Linked DNA regions of Sus scrofa: region 1 is linked to region 2. A link is a contact called in public HiChIP or PLAC-seq data. All regions are on one chromosome and are shown on one strand. Each heading gives the region's core, a stretch centred on a gene start, on an enhancer-like site or on the middle of the called end of the contact. The rest is flanking DNA. Distances are from core to core; before and after follow the strand shown. Region 1 holds the start of SELL (selectin L). Region 2 holds the start of SLC19A2 (solute carrier family 19 member 2).

Region 1 (7,094 bases), core at 1,908-4,407, 200 kb after region 2:
TGCTTGGTAATCCCTTTCTTTAGAGGAAGTACTGAATTAAGATTAGAGAGTTTTAACTTGCCAAAGTAGTAGCAAGTCCAAGGTATAAGAGACCAAATGAACAATGTTTTACTGTTAAAATATGACCTGGAAAAATACAGATGGCTTTGGAACTGCTATAATTATCTCAACAGAAATTTTCATACCCCACAGATAATGAAACACTGCAGTGTTTCAAAATATAGAATTATATAAGATTAGGCCAAGAAGGAAGCCCATAGCACCAAGCCACCAAGTAAACAAGGAGGAAACAGGTGACATGAATCTGAGCTCTTGGCTGAGCTCATCTCTCTGCTTTCAGGAACTCCGACTGTCTAGTTCTGCCTCTTTTCTTTCTACACATATTTATCATCTTGTTGTAAATCGATCAGGGGTAGAGATTTAGAGTACAGGGCCCAGCCTCACAGACCAAAACTGCTCAGAAGTGACACGATTCTGTCTTAGAGGATTGAACCCTTCCTTCCCTTCCCTCTGCCCTTCCTGACAGCAGAACCTTTTGGTCACTTCCTACCTGTGTAACAGAGGGCTCTCTTGGCTTTGTGGCAGGCATCATCATTCCACTTCCCGGAGTCTTTGCTCCTTTTGATGTAGATCTCCACACAGTCCTCCTTAGTCTTCCTGTTGTTGGGCTCCCCATCGCCCCAGTTTTCCGCCTCTTCGGTGAGAGATTTGTTGGTTCCCACCCAAGTCCATACCCCTTCCACCTTCCGGATTCCTATCCAGTAGTAACTACGACTGAAGGGAAGCGTCTTATTCAGGTATTCAATCTCCCCCTTGTTTTGTATGGCAACCAAATCTGTGTAATTTTCTTGACAGAACTTCCTAGCCTTCATCCAGTTCATGGGTTTTTCAGAATAGTGGTAAGTCCAGCAATCAGTTCCATGATATGCAAAAAAATCTGAAAGACATCAGTGTAAACTTTGTAGATTCAGTTACAGCTGAAAAGAACCCAGAACTCGGGCAGGATGAGCCAGCCACTTAGAGATGAGGAAGCTGAGAATTACCTTTTTGAGGCCCTGGGACCAGTCATTTGCAGATTTAAAGTAGAACCTAGACCCTTTTGGTCCTAATAACTTTCCACCATAATATAGAAAACTTTTGCTCAGAGCTCTGTTTTAGAGAATTTGGCAGCTTTCTAGATTTATTTTCATAATTTTTTTCTCAAAATTTAAGTAAAATTGAACAAACATATTTAAGAAATTCATATTTATCTTAGTTGCTTTCAACATTTAAAATTAATTAAGTATAATATCATATAACTTTAAAATTTACTGTCTGCTCTTTTATTCTGAGATAATTTCCTAAAGAGCAACATTCATGTTGCTAAGGGAGAAGCAAAATAAGGACAGAAATAATGGCACACTTTTAAGTAATCTTTTTTATATGAAAAAGACAATGTTTTACCATAGGAAGAGCTACTCCTGAGAAAGTATACAGCCCAAGACCTACAGATCTAGCTAAAAAAGAAAAAAGAACAATTTACAAAACCAAATGATGTCGTATTATGAAATTGATGATGGTGTTTAATAATCTTAAGGGTGCTTCAAATATGAGGGCTTTGAAGAAACCGGAACAAACACATAATCATACAATGACACCATAGTAAGATATGCCATCTAAGCATGGTATGATCTATGTGAAACACTATTATGCCATAAGGTAAAAGTTTTCACAGCCAACACCATTTACTGAGTTTTCACTGTGTAGTACAAATATTATGGAGAAATTCCAAAGAAAACATAGATCCAATTTTTATAATTTCCCTATGATTCTCGGAAAGGAATAACAGAGGCAAAGAAAACATAATCTTGATCGAATTAAACATATTAAAAATATACAGAGAACTGGGAAACAGTTACAATTGATGAGTAAAGAATGTCATAAAATAAACCCTGCAGTGGGGGATGGGGCGAGGTTAGGAGGTTTTTGGGGAAGTATTAAAGGTGAGAGGAGGAAAAGAGATGTTCAGAGAAAGGGTAAAATTAACAGCTATCTGCCTAATAATTTTACCTGTGACTATGTACACCCAGTGGATATTTACCAAAAAGATGAACATAAATATTTTTAAAAGCTTAGCAATAATCAAATATCATAACGTACCACAACAAAGCATAGTCAGGACCCACAACTTGAAGACATTCCATAAGCCCCTCTGAGCACTGTGACATTTCCATGGAAATATCTGCAAATAAAATACAAAATTATACTCAGATTTATACGCTAAATCACAATTTTATGGCACTTTGAGGCAGTGCCTACAACTTTCTTAAAGTTCAAAGTATAACATATGCTTACTAACCCTGTCTAAAATAAGAGATTTCTCAAATGTGTGTAGAATTAAATTTGCCTCAAAATGGATTCAGAGTTGTTTTTTTCATATTTTAGCCTCAAGTTGTTAATTGTTACTTTTCTGATGTAGTCTACATTTTAGGGTTTTTTTGGTATCTATTTTTCTGTTGAGCTATTTGGTATATAGTATGCATATTTCTAAGTGTGCATTGGCCCTTAATGAACTATTGATGTTTAGATTTACTGCTAAAAATCTCACACTTGACTGTGATGGGTCAATGCTCCAAAAACCAAAAAGAATTAGGTAACCAAACAGATGTTACTCAAAAAAAAAAAAGGAGTTCCTTTTTTTTCAACTAACAAGAAACACATTTTGAGCAACTCAAATTATAAGACCACAAGTTTTTCTTCACAGCTTAAAACCATATTTTCTGAAGTGTATCACTTCTCAGGTAACCCCCAAGAATTTTAGTGACAAGAGTGCTCATTTCAACAAGATAAAAGTACTTCAAGAACCTCACCAGAGATAAGCCAAAGAGAACGAATCATCATAACTAAGAAGAGAGATTTTTGGAGCACATTTTAGACTCAATATTTTTAGTTTTCTCTTTTTAAACCCCCCAAATAAAATGTGTTTCTTCTTGTCCTTTGCCACCTGCCTCTGCAATCCCAAGAAGATATTCTGTTTGAGCATCTGGAAATCCTTTAGGCTGAAAAGCTTACCATGGCTTTGGTTGGCCCTTCTCTAATGCTTCCGTAGAATTTCAGCCTCTCAGCTCAGCACCAGGGGCCTCCGGGTCCTTGCCCAAGGCTGAGTGTGCAGGGAGACTGCTCACTGTCTCCAGAAAGTCTTACTTTCTTTTATTTCTCTAACCAAGCCTCACATCCTTCCCCTCCCTTGCTCCCTCCCCTTCCCCCACCTCTTCTGCTCCTCTTTCCCCACCCCTTTCCTAACACCTCCCCTGAGAAAAACAGTTACTGACCAAGGGTATTATTGCTACATTCTCCATTCTTCTCTCTTTCCCCCTCCCTCCTTTCCTTCATATCTTCCTTTCATCCTCCTCCTCCTCCTCTCATCTTCTACCTCTTCCTCCTTCTCCTTCTTCCTCCGTCTCCCTCTGTCTTTGTCTCTCCCTCTCTCCTATCTTTTTATCAATATTAAGCTAACTCCTGGCCATCCATGGTAGAGAACCCCTGATAACTGCAAGCACCACACAATCAAAACAATATTTCCAACAAATTTATAAGGTCTGTTAAACTTCAATAGAGCTAACCCAACAAACTGGATTAATGTCAGCTCCTTCTCCTCCCTCTTTCCTTGCTCACCCCCTAGTGGATGTTCTTGTTAATAGCGCCTCCTGAAGGTGAGCACTGAAGAGAGCAAAGCAGCTCTAGCTCTAGCTTTTCGCCATAGCAGGTCTCAAGGCCTACAAATACCTTCACATTTCTGGAGTATAAAATGTAAAGGAGATAGTTTGCATATAAAATTAGAATCTGGGAGTTCCCGTCATGGCTCAGTCGTTAAGGAACCCAACTAGTATCCCAGGATGCAGGTTTGATCCCTGGCCTTGCTCAGTGGGTTAAGGATCTGGCGTTGCCATGAGCTGTGGTATAGGTCCCAGATGTGGCTCAGATCCTGTGTTGCTGTGGCTGTTGTATAGGCCGGAAGCTGTAGCTCTGATTCAACCCCTAGTCTGGAACCTCCATATGCCATGGGTGTGGCCCTAAAGACTAAAATTAAATGAAATTAAATTAAAATCCATATTATGAAGGCAATGGAAAGGAAGAGCTACTAACATAATCCTACTTGCATTTTTAAAAATATAATAACAACAATAGCTCAACACCCCAGGTTTATTACCTTAATCTTTATAAAGCTTAGCTACTTCTGCTTACCAGTGGATACCATTATTATCTCCATTTTAAAAAGTCTCAGAGAGGTTAAGAAAGTTGCCCTAGTCACTGAGCTAGCAAGAGACACAGTTGAGGTTTTGAACCAGGGCCCATCAGTTCTGAAAACTGTGCTCTTGATTAAGCTGTACTTATGGAAGGAGCTTAGGAGACACAATGAGATGGGGACCAAGCCAGAGCCAAGAAGACTTGGAAGTATCAATGCTCTTGCAACAACCCCGAAACATTTCTAGACGTGTATTTCGAAGTCCTTTCCTTCAATTCTCTTTTGTCCCATCAGTTTCCCCCCACACCCATTTCCTGAGACCACTGTTGCTAAGGCCCTCCACTTCACCAAAGCCAAAGCCAGTTATCTGCTCTCATCTTATTTAACCAGTCAGTTCCTGGATTTCCTCCTGCTTCACTGACTAGTTCTTTTCTCTTTCACTTGTCGATTCCTCCTCTCTCCAACCACCAGGACTTTGGAGTGTTTCAGTGCTCACTGCTTTTCTCCCCTTATTTACTCTCACAGACTTAATGATCCAATCCAGGCTCTTAATGCTGATTACCATCGAAATGATGATGACTCTCAAATTTCTATTTCCAGTCAGGCCATCCCCCTGCCCTGGGAATGTTCCCCATTCCCAGTCAATGGGAATATCTCCATTTAGTTACTTAACAAGCCTCTCGAACTGTACATGTACCAAAGTGAATTTCCAAATCTCCTCCAAACCTGGCGGGCTCTTCTCAAAGCCTTTCTGATCTCAGTAAATTATAACCCATTCTTCCCATTAGTTAAGCCAAAGCTTTTAGAGGTAACCGGGACTCCTTTCTTCTTCTCACAATGCACATCCAATATGTCAGCAAATGTTTTTGGCTTTACCATCAAAATATTTTCAGCATTCAATCACTTCTATTCTATGACTCATCCAAGCCACCATCATCTCTCACCTATATTATTATTGCAAAAGCCTCCCATCTTGACTCCATATTTCTACTCTTTTCCTCTTATGGCCAGTTTTCACCAAAATAACTTAAGTGATTCAGTTAAAATATATATCCTTCAGAAGCCCCACCAAAAACAAAATTGACCCCAGCTGGGTGAATTCTTCACCCACTGAAGAGTCTTTACTGGAGGGGCCCCTTACAATAGGTTAACAATAAGATTAAGAGAACAAACAAGAGGAAATAAGACACCTAGAGACTAGTAATACAGGAAGCTACTGCATTCCCTGGGACTGAAGATTCAAGGGGAGAAGATAGTGCATCAGAACCCAGTGAGGACAGAGACCCTAAAGGAGAAGTTACCCATCAAGAGCTGTAGAGCAGGAAGGATGCAGAATCTTCCAGAAACAGCACCAAAGCAAGGAAAGAGGAGTTAAGAAATGCCCTCGTCACTTTCTCTTCTTTCTCAGTCTCCAGTCTCCTGCAGGGGTCTGTTCTTAGTCAAACCAATTGAAAACCAGCCCACCAGTGACTGGGTGATGCAGTCTGCAAATGTCAGCCCCCAGGACACTGAGCAGGGCAGAGTGGGTATGGATGCTAGGTGACGGCTGGGCAGGGGAGAAGATAATAAGCACAGTGGAACATAAGTCAGACCACGACATTCTTCTGTTCAAAACCCTCCAGTGGCTTCTCATCCCACTCAGAGTAAAATCTAAAGTCCTTCAGATTTAGAGTATAAGTCCCTCTGATCACCTTTCATCTTCTAGACAATTCACCCAAGTCACTGTCTCCTGACCTGACCTTTCTTTCCTTCCCAAATTCTTCCTTGTCATCCTCTGGAATTCCTGCTGCACAATCAACAAACTCCAGTATACGCTCCAGTTCCTCTCCAGACTTTCCTCTACCTCCTGCATTAACAGGAACCTGGCCTCCTGAGAATATCGCTTCCCCTGCAGATCTTTCAAAGTGATAATGTTTATTCTTTCACACTCCACACACCTCAGGGTTGGAAAGCAGAGTTGATTGTTCTCCTTTATGATAAGTACCTCTTACCAATCTTATTTTTCCAGCTTCTTGTTAAAAAATGAAAGAAAAAATAAAATAACTCTTCTTCTTTGAGGCGCATGACATTGAGATATACTGTCTTCTTACAGTTCTCATTGCAATGACTCACCAGCCCCTCATGCACTGATCACCGGCACCCAGCTCCTGGACTCCCTCTTCCTTTAAGCGACTCCTGTAATCCTGTGCGGCTTCACCATCCAGGTGTGCAACCCCTCCCACAGCTTGGATTCCCAGCTCTCCAGCATTCTCCTCCACTCAGCTTCAGCTACCTTCTCTCCTGGACATAGCCTTAATCTTGACATCATCCAAACTGTATCAACTCTAAAATCACATAATCAAGCATCCCACTCTTTAATCAAACTCTATTCTTACAGATTTAAAAAAATTATTAGACCGTATTTGATTTACAATGTTATGCCAATTTCTGCTATAGAGAAAAGTGACCCAGTCATACATATATATTATACATTCCCTTTCCTATATTATCTTCCATCACACTCTATCCTATGAGACTGGATATAATTCCTTGTGCTATACAATAGGATCTCATTCTTTATCGATTCTAAATGTTATAGTTTACATCTACCTATTCTTATAGATTTATTACTTAGGTATCTCAGCATTGCTTCATAATCCAACCTTTTTAAACCTCCAGGCCATTAACTAGTTCCTTCACTTTCCTCCTTTTTTATTTCCATTCTATTCTGCATTATTGCCAAATGTATTTTGCTCCATAATTGGATTTTAAAATTTTTGCCTTGTGAGACAACTCCTTCCATATGTGAAAAGCTGTCTTGCTTCTTAAGATGGGCCAAAATCTCTATCCATTCATCCACTTATTTATTCATTCAACCAATATTTGTTGA
Region 2 (6,338 bases), core at 3,246-5,745:
ATTGTAACTCAACTATGCTCCAATACAAAATAAAAATTAAATTAAAAAAAAAAAAAGATAAGTATTTATCATCTTTCTTACAACCGAGGAAACCTGGCCTTAAATGAACTCTCCACAGTTATCCCAGCTAGTCACTGGCAGAGGGAGGACTTTCACCTGGAAATTCTGAATCCACAGCACTAAAATGCTTCATTTCTTCTCTTGGAAAACTGTTACTGATCATCTACCATGTTCCAATTTACTTCTCATGCCAATAGCAGCCTTTTCGATCTGCATGGGGGTGTTTTATGAAGAGAGAAGACCAGATAATCTCCAGAGCTTAGCCACTGGGTTCTCAAGTGTCCCCAAAAGAAAAGCCCTTCATGGGGGTTACATGAAGAGAGAAGACCAGATAATCTCCAGAGCTTAGCCACTGGGTTCTCAAGTGTCCCCAAAAGAAAAGCCCTTCTCTCTTGATGTCTCCAAGGAGAAGCTGTCACACCAGGAAATGCTTCTTTGATGGATACTTTGAATCTTGAAGGGAAACTCCCTAAACAAAAAAAGGTACAGATTATAGAGTCTTACTGTCCATATCTGGACAATAACTTATCGCAGGTATTTGCTGCCATGTGAGCAAAGGGAATTGATTTTATTGTAAGGTGCCATTCACAGCTCTTTGGATCAGAGCTTATTTGTGCTTTCTTCCGAGATACAAAAAGTCAAGGGAAACAGATGTTCAGTTTTAAGCTCTACTTCAGATTTAGACTTTTAGAATCAAGTTTCAATTAAACAGCTAGTTAATAAGCACTTATTTGCACAACACTGTTTTGTAACTGCATGGAGATCACAAAAACAAAACAAAAAAAGAATAAAATGAAGCCTCAGTCTTCTGGGAGTTCTGAACCTGGTGTAGAACATACACACAAATTATTGATGAGGTAGACAGGCTATATGGGATTGCTTATTTGAAATGGACTTGGAAGGATGAGAAAGTTGGAGGCTAAGAGAAAGATATCAAAAGCTATGTATGGGAAGGTTATTCCAAGAAGAGAGCTCATCTTTGAGTCTGGTCAGTGGATGAGACTGGATATACTGGATGGGATGAATGTGGATGGAGCCTGGACACGCTTAGCAAGGGAAAGAAGGATGCAGTAGGAGATAAGGGTGTTAAGGAAGGAAAAGCCAAATTCTCTAAGGCTCTGAATATCAGGAAAATAGTTTTAATGTTTTAAATATATCAACAAAAGCTAGTGAATGTCAAATCACATGCTGAAAAAGATGAAGGGAAAAAAGCTTTTGGTGATAAAGAGCTCTATTTTTTTAAAGGTGTGGCTTTCACCTATTGAAACACAGTCAAAGTTTAACCTGTTTAAAATTTATAAAGTGATGGAGTTCCCATTGTGGCTCAGTGGAAAAGAATCTGACTAGCATCCATGAGGACGCAGGTTTGATCCCTGGCCTCTCTCAGTGGTTAAGGATCCGGTTTTGCCATGAGCCGTGGTGTAGGTCACAGATGTGGCTTGGATCCCACGTTGCTGTGGCTGTGGTGTAGGAGAGCTGCTATAGCTCCAATTCCACCCCTAGCCTGGGAACCTCCATATGCTGTGGGTAGGGCCCTAAAAAGACAAAAATAAATAAATAAATAAATTATAAAGTGATACAAGTTAATGGTTCTCCTGAAATCTAAGAAAAAAAAAATCCTTTGGGAGTGGAAGAGGAAATTCTGACCTCTCCGCCCCTTTTGTCTTTGGACTTGGTTAACAATAGCTCTGTTTAAGATGATCACACTTGGCCCATCTAAAGTCTCCTGGGGGAAAATACAAAATTCAACACAAATATCACTGACTATGATTTGACATTCGCCTTGCCTAAAAATCATGTAATATTAAATAAATATATAATTCCCCACTGATGAAAACAAGCACTCAGGAAGGAGAACAAGTTGTCCTATTTATTTCAATTATTGGAGATTCAAAAAATCCAGGGTTCAAGAGAGGGTGGACAGAGCCATACTGTGCACAACACATGACCTGCTGCATATGACCAGCAGAGCTGGCTATGATTCTGAGGTCCTCAGAGACAAATGACAGCCCTTTCCAGACCACCAGATTTCTCTTCAGACCTGCCATCTTCCTTATCTAACTTGCAGTAACAGAAGTGTGCTATGTTTCTGTTATACATTCAGCAACTATTTCCTGGGCTAGGGTACCCCTGCCTCATTCCTATACCCCTGAACATATTTCACTCACCCCAGGAAGCTTTCTGATAAGACAGGGCAAGTGACTGCACATCACATACCAATTCCACCCAGGGCACTTGGACAAAGTAGGTCTGCTTTCAAATATCAACACTGGGAGCATGTTTTTCCCCCATGTGCACAAGCTGTGCAGATCACATGGCAGTTCACATGAAACTAATTGTTAGCAGCCCACAAGCAGAATCATTTCTGCTTCAGTGGCTATACTCAGATTCAGTTGTTAAGGGTCTCCAGAATCATTCTCTTTTGTATTTACTGTCATTTTTTTCCTGTAGAACCATTCTATTCATAAGAGTTGGCTCCTTCCACTTTCCTATTGTTTTTAAAAAATATTATAGTTCAAACAGGTAATGAATGGTCCATATGACTGCGAAATAGAAGATCTAATGTTGGGTAAAAGCTACTTGCTAGTGGTGAGATGATATGAGAAACAAGTGAAATCCTCAACCCAGGGTTCAATGCCAATTTTCAATTCCCTGTTAAGTTCTCTTAAAAATAGAAGTGGTGTATGGATTGACTGGCCAATGGGGACCTGCACGAGGAATTCTACCCAATATTCTGTGATAATCTATATGGGAAAAGACTCTGAAGAAGAATGTGTGTATATGTACAACTGAAATCACTGTTATACAGAAGAAATTATCACAACATTGTAAATCAATCATTCTTCAATAAAACTTAAAAAAAAAATGGAGGAGCAAGGCAACAACAAACTGGACTATGAGTAATTATATCCTGCACTAACCTGTTATGCAGGGATACCAAGTTGCTACTCAGAAGTGACTACTACTCACAGGGGAAGGAGTAAGGTTTAAATGGGAGAAATATTTCATAGGCACTGGAGCAGGGAGGCAGGGTGGGAGGAAGAGTTGACAGAGGAAAAAACGGCTAACAATTCCCCACTCAGCTTTCACTCTTTGTATTGTTCCAGAAAGGAATACCGGGCCTCAGTTTTCATGCTTTGTAGTGTTCAAGGGAAAGGATGCTGAATCTGCTTTATTTGGGCCTTGTGGTAGCACCTTAAATTTAACTCCTTCTTCAGTTAATATCTTCTTCAAAAAACAAGTGTTGAGATTGACCATACACTTTAAAGAGTTAAATACATTTTTAAAGCACACCATGCACTTCTGGAGTACTTAAATATCCTCCCAGGGAAAATCACTCAGCAAGAAGTTCTTGATCATGGACTATGTACTCTCAATTACTCTGAACACAGCAGAACAGAAAGGAGCAAGACTAACATCCGTGAAGCAACAATTCACAATGCCAGAAGAACTCTAATTAAATTCCAACTATGTGACAACACCTAAATATCTGCTTTTATCCCAGGAGGTTGGTAGAGGTGAGAGGCAGGGCATATTCTAGGACATAGTCTCACGCAATTAAAAATCAAGACGAGATAAGGGATGGGTTCTTGTCCTATACAGTCCTTATCTGAGTACATCTATCTGTCAAGGGTAAACAAAGTAAGGTAGGGGAAGGAAGAGGGTACAGTAGGTAGAGGGAAGATCCTTTCAGAAAACAGGAGTTGCCTTGCATCTGTTTCCTTACTTTCAGGCAGCAAATATTTATTTAAACCTTCACTATGTTCGAAGTACAACCTGCTGTTTTCCCTTTTTTCTCCAAATATTCTTCTCCTCCCCGCCCCCCTCCCACTACTGGTTCAGTCTGAGCAGAGTTACACAGTTACAGCATCATCCGCACATCGCCTGAAGCACAAGGGCACTAGGGTTTCCGAACTGCGTTCCGAACCCTTCACCTGAAACATGTCCTATAAATTCAACGGAGGACAGAAAAACAGCATGAATTACGGCAGCGCCCAGCAAGAAGCCTTTTTTCAAAGAGGAACATTCAGGAATCTCTCCCCAGAATGGCTCCTGGGGCTCAAGCGCCTTTCTCAGTCCTGTCTTTCAACCGCACCCGCCTCGGCCCGCCCGTCCCCTCTGCCAGCGGAGCCAGCGTCCTCCCGCCGCGCCTACCTCCCTCTCCGTCAGGTTTTTGTCGGGCCCCAGCAGGTAGGGGGTCAGGAAGGGCTCAGACGGCCTGAGGCTGGCGAAGAAGCCGTAGGCGCAGATCAGCGCGGTGGGCAAGAACCAGCATTCGCGCGGGACCCGAGCCGTGCGCAGGAGCACGGTTGCGGCCGCCGCCGCCGCCCGCCGGGACACCGGGCCGGGCACATCCATCCGGGGCGCGAGGGACGGGGACCCGGCCCCTTCCTGCTCCTTTTCGTCTTCCACCAACTGGAGTCAGGTTGAAGCACTGCCCCAGTGCGGGCACCTGCGATCGTAAGTGTTTCCTCCTCCCGGCAGGGCCAAGCACTTCTGGGATGGCCGCCTCCGACCGCAGAACCTCTCAGCTTTTCCTGGCAGCAGGATCTTCACGTGTCGCCGCCCGCAGCGCCACGGAAAACCTGACACTCCCGAAGACCCACCTTCCGCCACCGCCTCCCCGCTGGGAGCCAATCACAGCGGACGTAGGGCATTGGCTTCTCTTCTATTGGTCACAAGCTGGGAGCCCGGGGCGGTGGCGGTGGCTGCAACACGCCTGGCGGCTGACGTCCTCTGGTTCGGGCGCCGAGGACTTGGAGGACTCAGCTCCTAACGCGACTGCTTGTGGTTTCGGCGCGCGACGGTCAGGCGGCGATCGGCCCGCCCACGCTGGAGGTCGGCTCGGTCATGCTCAGTGCAGCAGCTCACCTTTCCGGAGTGCTCCATGTGGGCTTTATCCCCACGGAGAGGAAAACGCTGTTCCAGTCTTCTCTCTCATTTTTAAACGCAGTCCCTCTCTGGACGTCCGCTCACATTCTCCTCAAGCGGCCAGCGCGGGGCAAAGATTTAACCTTGAGGCGGAAGAATGCTCTATTTTTCTTCCAGCGGCTTTCAGTCTGTAGATTGTATTCATCTGCAGTAAAAAGACATGGGAAGCCTGGAACCTAAGCAGTTCAGGGCGTTTACCAAAAGACCGAGCTGGAAAACGATAAAATACTGTGAAAAGAATGAATGAGCTAGTCACTTAACAGAAGGACCATGATGGAGTTCTAATTAAGGGTATTAGCTTTATTTCATTACTTTTTGTAAGCGGGGTACAAAGAAAGTAAACATAATTGTAGATATATCCTGTGTTTAAAGGGTAAGGGGGAAATCCCGAGTCATTAAAGCAACAGCAAAGTATCACCTCTTTATTAAAAAAAAAAAGTCTTGGCATAGTTTTCAAGGGCAAAGCTTGAAAATACCCAGGGTTTGCTTTCACTTCTCTCTTTTTCTGCCTGACTCAGCTTGACGGTATCCCAGTCCTTTCACTGCAGACCAAGCTGCACCAAAAGCAATTTCTCCTGTGCAGTATTTGTAGAGTACAGATACTGCCAGAAGCTCACAGAAAACATTTTGAACTGTTTTGCTTTATGTATATCACGAATCATCTCAAATTCCCTTCTGAGTCAGCAAATGACCCTTTTTGCAAAGAGGATACTTTTTGCTATCAGCCACAAAAAATGACTCTCTCTACCACATGGAAGGACATACCAGTAAAGGGAATGGAGATTTGTTTCTAAGACTGTGCAGTGAATGCACTGAAATGTGTGAGTTGATTAATCACTGAAGGAATGAAGTTGTTGGTATTTGCATCTATCAGTGGGCCTCAAAGTGTGGTTCAGGAAGCCCTAGGGATTTGTGGGATCTTTTCAGAATTCCACGATGTCAAACTACTTTCATAATAATACTAGGACTTTACTTTCTTTTGCCCTCTGGAGACTACCTGATGTGTGATGACATCCCTCTAAAGGATAAGAGAATATGTGTTTGTAAATTTTTGTGTTTAGAAACTTTCCAAATGAATTTCTAATATGGCACTACCAGTAGGTATAACTCACAAAAATAAAGAGTCTTTATGGGCCCTAAATAACAGGAAGTCTTGAGGCCTCAAAGTAAGAACTTGTAATCTGCATAATACAATTATCTAGTCCCCTAAAACACTAGTGGTCCTCTTGGCAATTTCTTTGCCTTTGGATTTGCATTCAGTGCTTTAGTAGAAAAGGAGGAGTTTCTGTTGTAGCTCAGTGGTAACAAACCCAACTAGTATCTATGAGGATGTGGGTTTGATCCCT

The links. HiChIP or PLAC-seq counts read pairs in DNA pulled down with a chosen protein or histone mark.
Region 1: an H3K27ac HiChIP or PLAC-seq map of alveolar macrophages shows a contact between it and region 2. The contact joins the promoter of SELL here to the promoter of SLC19A2 in region 2. A contact is called at or near these places in 2 of 5 promoter capture datasets (fetal skeletal muscle and liver) and 1 of 2 datasets of contacts at active chromatin or transcription factors (alveolar macrophages).

Annotation. Positions count from the first base shown.
Region 1 is chr4:81,302,478-81,309,571 of Sscrofa11.1, reverse strand. SELL (selectin L) reads right to left here and starts at 3,157. Exons shown (of 9, transcript NM_001112678.1): 1 at 3,052-3,157; 2 at 2,140-2,221; 3 at 551-937. The coding sequence starts at 3,054.
Region 2 is chr4:81,508,378-81,514,715 of Sscrofa11.1, reverse strand. It overlaps SLC19A2 (solute carrier family 19 member 2), which reads right to left and starts at 4,495. Exons shown (of 6, transcript NM_001142667.1): 1 at 4,216-4,495. The coding sequence starts at 4,419.